Linked DNA regions of Danio rerio: region 1 is linked to region 2. Evidence: chromatin contacts called from public HiCAR-type data. All regions are on one chromosome and are shown on one strand. Each heading gives the region's core, a stretch centred on a gene start, on an enhancer-like site or on the middle of the called end of the contact. The rest is flanking DNA. Distances are from core to core; before and after follow the strand shown. Region 1 holds the start of slc14a2 (solute carrier family 14 member 2). Region 2 holds the start of cdk7 (cyclin-dependent kinase 7).

Region 1 (3,439 bases), core at 783-3,282, 160 kb before region 2:
ACAAAAACTAAGCATCCCGCACTTGCTAAATTTGTAGGCTGTTACAGATAATTTAGAAATGAACACATACTAAGAAACTGACAAAAACGTTCAAAAAAGTTTCAAACCGCAACATGAATCACAAATAAAATTTACATTTAGTAAAGAAATCTTTTAAATTGTTCGATATTAGTCAACCAAAATGTCTGTACTCATCATTATGCAACACAATTTTCTGCCCTGAATCTGCAGAGTGGCTCTGACTTTAAGCAGCATCAACTCATACAGACTACAAATCTTGCAAAGTGCATTCCAGCTCTAAGCTATTTCCTTTCTTACAAGTTAAAATAAGTCTTGGAAGGAGCCATGACACAAACTCACCATGCCATTGACATGAAGATGTTGGGAAGAAGAAGCCACCAATACCAATCTCCAGCATTTGAGAAAACTGCCATCAGGAGACCAACCAAAATGCCGTTATATCCATACAGACCAGCAGCAATTGCACCTCTGAGGGAACACAACACTTAAACCTTGCTCAAACATTTAGACATTCATAATGAACCAGTTGTGTTAATACCTGTTCTGACAGAGGATGAGTGCAGAAATCGTAGCAAACACGGTTCCAACAAAACCATTGAGTGCCCACCATCTATTCTGGAGGATCAGTCCAGCAAAGATGATCAGACCACTGAGAGGGTTGTTCACAAACATCACCTGAGCCGCTCCACGCAACACCCAGTCCATAATTTGGAGCAAGATAAACTGGCCTGAACAGGGTAAACATGAGAAAGCACATAGTTGATACCAATAAAGTCTTTGCAGATGTCTGCAGAGGGCAGAGGTTTAAAGAGATATGTGTGTATGCCATGAAAAATGTCCTGCAGTGAAAACAATTACTAATAACAATAATAACCAAACAATTAATAACTGCTACTAATCTGTGTGTCTGTGAATGCATTTTGTAGTTAAGTATCAAAAGTAATCAACCATTAAATGACTAGCTTGGGTCTTTAATGCAGGATTTAGAAACACCTGTAATGCCCACAGGTTTAAAACTGTAGTTTCAATTGTTTGTAAAATTATAAACATGGTCACTAATGGCCGGACAACACAGTAAGAGCAGTTCACATCAATTCTCAATGATGTCTGTTTTTTTTTTTACTATAGTTATTTACACATTGCAGCAGTTATAGATCCATTTATTAGAAAAACATTTAAGCATTTAAGAGTTAAAAAAAATCATGATAAAAAGACTGCATATATTTCCGTCTTAGAAAGAGTATGTTTTTAATTAGGTGTGGATCACACATTATTAAATGTATGACGTTTAACATATTTCCACTTGTTTACAAAGTACAAAAGTTGAAAAAGAAAGTGTTAAAGCTGCATTTTTATCTTTAAGATAAAGAAAACAGGAATGCTTAGGCTTTTCCATTGTCAATCTAAACGTAAAGTAGACTTGCAAACACTCTTCTGCCAACTATTCACTGCAGAATTAATGCTCTTGTTGTTTTTTTCAAGCTTGGCTCTTGATCGAGCTTCAATTAAGCTTAAACTCCTGTACCTTTCATCCATTCTCCGAACGCAGCCATGTCTCCAGAAATAAACGAGACCCATTTTATGAGATTTGCTTTAAACCTCTGGCCCGAATTGATCTTCTCGAGTCCCTGCTGTTTCTTCTCATCTGTAATTTTGTGGACTGGATTTGCCATGAGTGGTTGCAGCTCCTGTAAATGTTCACAGACACAAACACTTAATATTCTTTGCAGGGATCCGTCTGTGTTCTGCCTCCTGGAATTTTTCAAAAGACAAGAGAACAGGAAAAATCTCACCTTTGTGTTTTGAGCACTGGAATATTGTGTAGAAGTAGACGTTTTGCAGAGATGTGTGACATTCAGCGGGTCACTTTTCTATTAAAACATTGACTTTATTCAATTTAATTCAAGTTTTGATACTATCATACTCAATTGACATAACATTCAGAGAGAGAGAAAAAAGGAGTGTATCTACCTTCGTTAGATGTGTTCCAGGCATATATGAGGCCAGTTACAGAAAGAATCAATGAAGTCCATGAAGCCACAGATCTGATGGTTTTATAGTGCCGGTCTGTTTGCGTTGCTCCACCTCTATTCATGCAGTTCAAATCTTACTTTGCATTCCTCTGACTTAGTTTGGTCCTATTCTAAGTTGCTTGAGCAGGTTTCTGCTAATCACTTTGCTTTTTCATTCTGATAAGCTGTTAAAAAGCATTAAAAAATGTTCTATGGTTTTTGAAACTTTGTATGCAATTACCAAATAACTGTAACACGTTCTTCTCAAAATTAAAAAAAAAAAAGCAGATAACATAGACTGCATATGGATTAACATTTTAGTACTTGAATTAGTAGTCAATTATTTGAGTTGGAAAAACACAAAAGGGCCTCTGTTCTACGAATCCATTAGTAAAACAAAACTGTGTCAAACAGTAGACCTGTTACTCTGTTCTTTTTATATTTGTGGTACATTTAAATGTTCTGGAAGATTGTTTACCATTTATTAAGCATTAGCAAATATTGAATTCATCTGTTAAGCTATAACTCTACATTAATAAATGTTAGTAAGCAGTTTATAACTGCAGCTACAAATGCTCTATTCTTGACTTATAACCACATTTATAATGTAGCTAATAATGTTACTTTCATACTTAGTTAATGATTTATTTTTTATTACTAAATGAAGTATTGCATTATTTACAAACCAGTTATTTAAGCATAGTTGGTTGTTTTTAAGATTCAGAATAAGTTAGTAAATGATTTATAAACTATTGAAATTAACATTTATAATTCTTATTATTATTGAGGCACATTATAAATGTGGTTGTAAGTCAAGAGTACAACATTTGTAGCTGCAATTATAAACTGCGTACGTTTGTTAAAGTAGAGTTAATGCTTAACAGATAATGAATTCACTAGATGCTAATGCGTAGTAAATGATTCATAGTGTGTAGTCAGGGCCAGCGCTTCCATAGAGGCGACCTAGGCGGCCGCCTAGGGCGGCAAAATAGAGAGGGCGGCGTCCCCGAAACTACCCGCGCCCACATCCGCGTCTAGGGTGGCAGAATAGAGAGAGCGGCGTCCCCGAAACTATCCACGCCACCCGCGCCCACAATTATATCCGCGTCTAGAGTGGCAGAATATAGAGAGCGGCGTCCCCGAAACTACCCTCGCCACCCGCGCCTCAGTTATTTCCGCGTCTAGCGCGGCAGAATAGAGAGGGTGGCGTCCCCTAAACTACCCTCGCCACCCGCGCCTCAGTTATATCCGCGTCTAGGGCGGCAGAATAGAGAGGGCGGAGTCCCCTAATCTACCCTCGCCACCCGCGAGGGCGGCGTGACCGTCCTTTGCCTAGAGCGGCAGTTCAGCTTGCTCCGGCCCTGTGTGTAGTTATTATAAAGTGTTTTTGTTTTTAGTCTTTTATG
Region 2 (3,111 bases), core at 589-3,088:
CAAAGCAGCTGCTTTCCATCGTGGAGCGATCGTTATCACTTCAAAATGGCGGAATCCGGGTCTGTTGCTCTTGGTGATTCTAAGCTCTTTGCATAAAGTTAAATCATAACAGTTGCATGGTTTCTATTTCAAACTATAGTAAACTAAAGTTTGAAACTATAGTTTAAAATAGAAGATGAGTGGGCCTCGCTACTCCCACCCACCATGACCCTCGCAGCGAGGTCCCACTACCGGCCCCCCGTGTTTCCCTGAGGGTCCTCGGGGGTTGTTTGCTCCCTGCCTAGGGCTCAAAGGCCGCCTCGCCCCAGGGAGTGCACAAGAAGACCGGACGCCAGGCCGTGCCAGTATTCACATGTTTGTGCTCATTTAAGAGAAAATAAGCTGTTTAAAATAAAACATGCAGGACGGAGATGTTCCATATTATTCAGTGTATTTGTCTGTTTAAACATACACCCGCTCCTCTGTAAATGGCGTGTACAGACGCTGATCTGGGATCAGTTTATTGTACGAAGCGCATCTGTCAGTCAGCGCTTATACATGCATTCACTGGTTCATAGGTAGCATACACACAGTAATGTAAAAACATCTTTGCGAGGGAACGCAAAACATCTTTGCGAGGGAACGCAAAACTTTGCGAGAGAACGCAAAAAACTTAGAAATATATATTTTCCTCCCACCCATTTTTTTTCTTTCACCCATTATTTTTTTTTCACCCACCCATTTTTTTTCTCCCCCACTACGTCCCTTCCGGGGGTTCCGTAGTAACCCGTGTAGTGAAAAGGTTCAGCGCACACATCAACTTATCTAACTGAGCTATCGTTACTCAGATCCACAAATGAAGTGGTCTGTTTTAAGATCTTTGTCAGTCAAAACATGCTTTGCTGTGGTTATGGACCCGTGTTAACATGTTAATCATGAAACGCTTTCTTGGTGTAAATCATTTAAACTTGTTTAATTTGCTGGAATTCTATTTATGTAACCCTCTTTGTCTTTGTTTATATTATATCTTTGTAATGTTCTTTCTTGAAAAAAAAAAGTGGATGAGGAGATTCCCCCTATGTGTAAAGCGCTTTAAGTGCCAAGAAAAGCACTATATAAATGTAAGGAATTATTGTTGTTATTAAATATATATATATATATATATATATATATATATATATATATATATATATATATATATATATATATATATATATATATATATATGTGTGTGTGTGTGTGTGTGTGTGTGTGTGTGTGTGTGTGTGTGTGTGTGTGTGTGTGTGTGTGCGTGCGTGCGTGTGTGTGTGTGTGTACATTGAGTCGTAAGGGCGGGGCAAAAATTCTCACTAAAACCAAAAGTTGGCAGCTCTGCTTGGTACAAAACCTGACCCTAAAACTTACCTCTAACCTTAAATGTATAATTAACTAATATTATCAATTGCTTAGATACTAACGGTGTTGTATAAATCATACATGCATACATACATACATACATACATACATACATACAATTCATACATACAAGCCAGGATGTTTCTGAATGGTTTGACCAGGGTTTGACACGAAATGACGGTACAACTTTCGATTCCATGAAAGCAACCATTTGACATTAATCAAATAAGCAAATAATTTTAAACGTAATCAAAAATATTACATAAAAATAAAATAAATTAAGATTTTAGCAAGATACACACATGTAACAGATCTTTTGGCGATCAAAGAATTATTTAGCAATAATAAACATATTTTGTGCATTTTAAAAGACTACATCTTGCAAATACAAATGTTATTATTATTATTTTTACGGACGTTTTTTCATCTTATGGGACTTTTATTTTACCCGGAAGTATACAGTGCTCTTTAACGCAGAAGGAAGTGTGCTTTCACAAAGAACAAGTTTACAGTTGAAAAACATGGCATTAGATGTAAAGTCAAGGGCAAAGCGTTATGAAAAGCTGGACTTTTTGGGTGAAGGACAGGTAAACGACTAGATCTCATAATATGTCAAGTCATGAAGCAGTACAACATTCGATTTCACTCATGCATTGTGTATTATTTCACTGCAGTTTGCTACTGTTTACAAGGCAAGAGACAAAACCACGAACACCATTGTCGCTATCAAAAAGGTAAGAGACTGCATTTAATCCGTATGTTGTGGCAAACCACCATGCCTTAATAACTTATAATGCGTTCAAAATGCAGATATTCTTTTAGTTTTACGGGTCAGTATGTGTCTTATTGATCGTTATAATGTTGTAAAATAATGAATATTCTTTAACTGAAACTTATTAGCAACATTAATTAGTGAATGACTGTAAAATAAAAAGTAATAGGTTAAGATGTATTGTCTTAGACGATATAGACGATATCAATAACGTTACCAATGTTTTATCTTAAGAAGAATTGTTTTGTGGTGTCAACCCAATTTTCAAAAAGAAAAAAATAATAATTGAAGACAAAAACGTCTAGTAACAAAGATAAGGGTGTTATTTGCTTGTTTTTGTGTGTGTGTGTGTGTGTGTGTGTGTGTGTCTAACTCCAGGTTACTTAAAAACAGTATTTGACGCACATATTTCTAACAAGACAACGTCATTCAACATATTACAACTGTTATCTTTTGATTGGTTGTCTTTAGTGCAATAGATGTAATCATTAGGTGTATATGTTTGTTCATCATCAGAATTCAGTCGCAAAGTGTGTTAGATCATTCATGAAAAAGGCTGAAAGTACTGTATATAATGGAGTTTTTATGACAGCTTTATGCTTTTTGTTTATTAATTAATTCAGACTGTCATGTTAAAATGTAAGCTTCCTGTTTGCAGATAAAAGTGGGACACAGAACAGAGGCTAAAGATGGTGTGTTCCTTTTTTTTTTTATCTTTATTCATTTTTGATTGTAATTAAGTGAAGTCTTACACAAAATATCTTACTTATCTTGTTATCCAGGCATCAACAGAACAGCTCTTCGAGAGATTAAGTTGTTGCAAGAGCTCAGTCATCCAAACATTATTGGTGTAAGTCAGAGTGAGTGTTTGTGTGTGTGTGTTTGTGTTCATGCGCACATTCGTTAATTATACACAGATGTACAGTTTTTGATTGTGTACTCATGTTGACATCTATGAACCTGGT

What was found. HiCAR-type assays count read pairs that join an accessible place to other places.
Region 1: a HiCAR-type map of caudal fin shows a contact between it and region 2, with 5 times the contacts expected there. The contact joins the promoter of slc14a2 here to the promoter of cdk7 in region 2. A contact is called at or near these places in 2 of 4 datasets of contacts at active chromatin or transcription factors (caudal fin and embryo).

The regions. Positions count from the first base shown.
Region 1 is chr5:56,277,449-56,280,887 of GRCz12tu, reverse strand. slc14a2 (solute carrier family 14 member 2) reads right to left here and starts at 2,032. Exons shown (of 10, transcript NM_001020519.1): 1 at 1,993-2,032; 2 at 1,815-1,892; 3 at 1,547-1,709; 4 at 560-749; 5 at 361-489. The coding sequence starts at 2,016.
Region 2 is chr5:56,118,720-56,121,830 of GRCz12tu, reverse strand. cdk7 (cyclin-dependent kinase 7) reads left to right here and starts at 1,838. Exons shown (of 12, transcript NM_212961.2): 1 at 1,838-1,961; 2 at 2,049-2,108; 3 at 2,805-2,838; 4 at 2,929-2,996. The coding sequence starts at 1,896.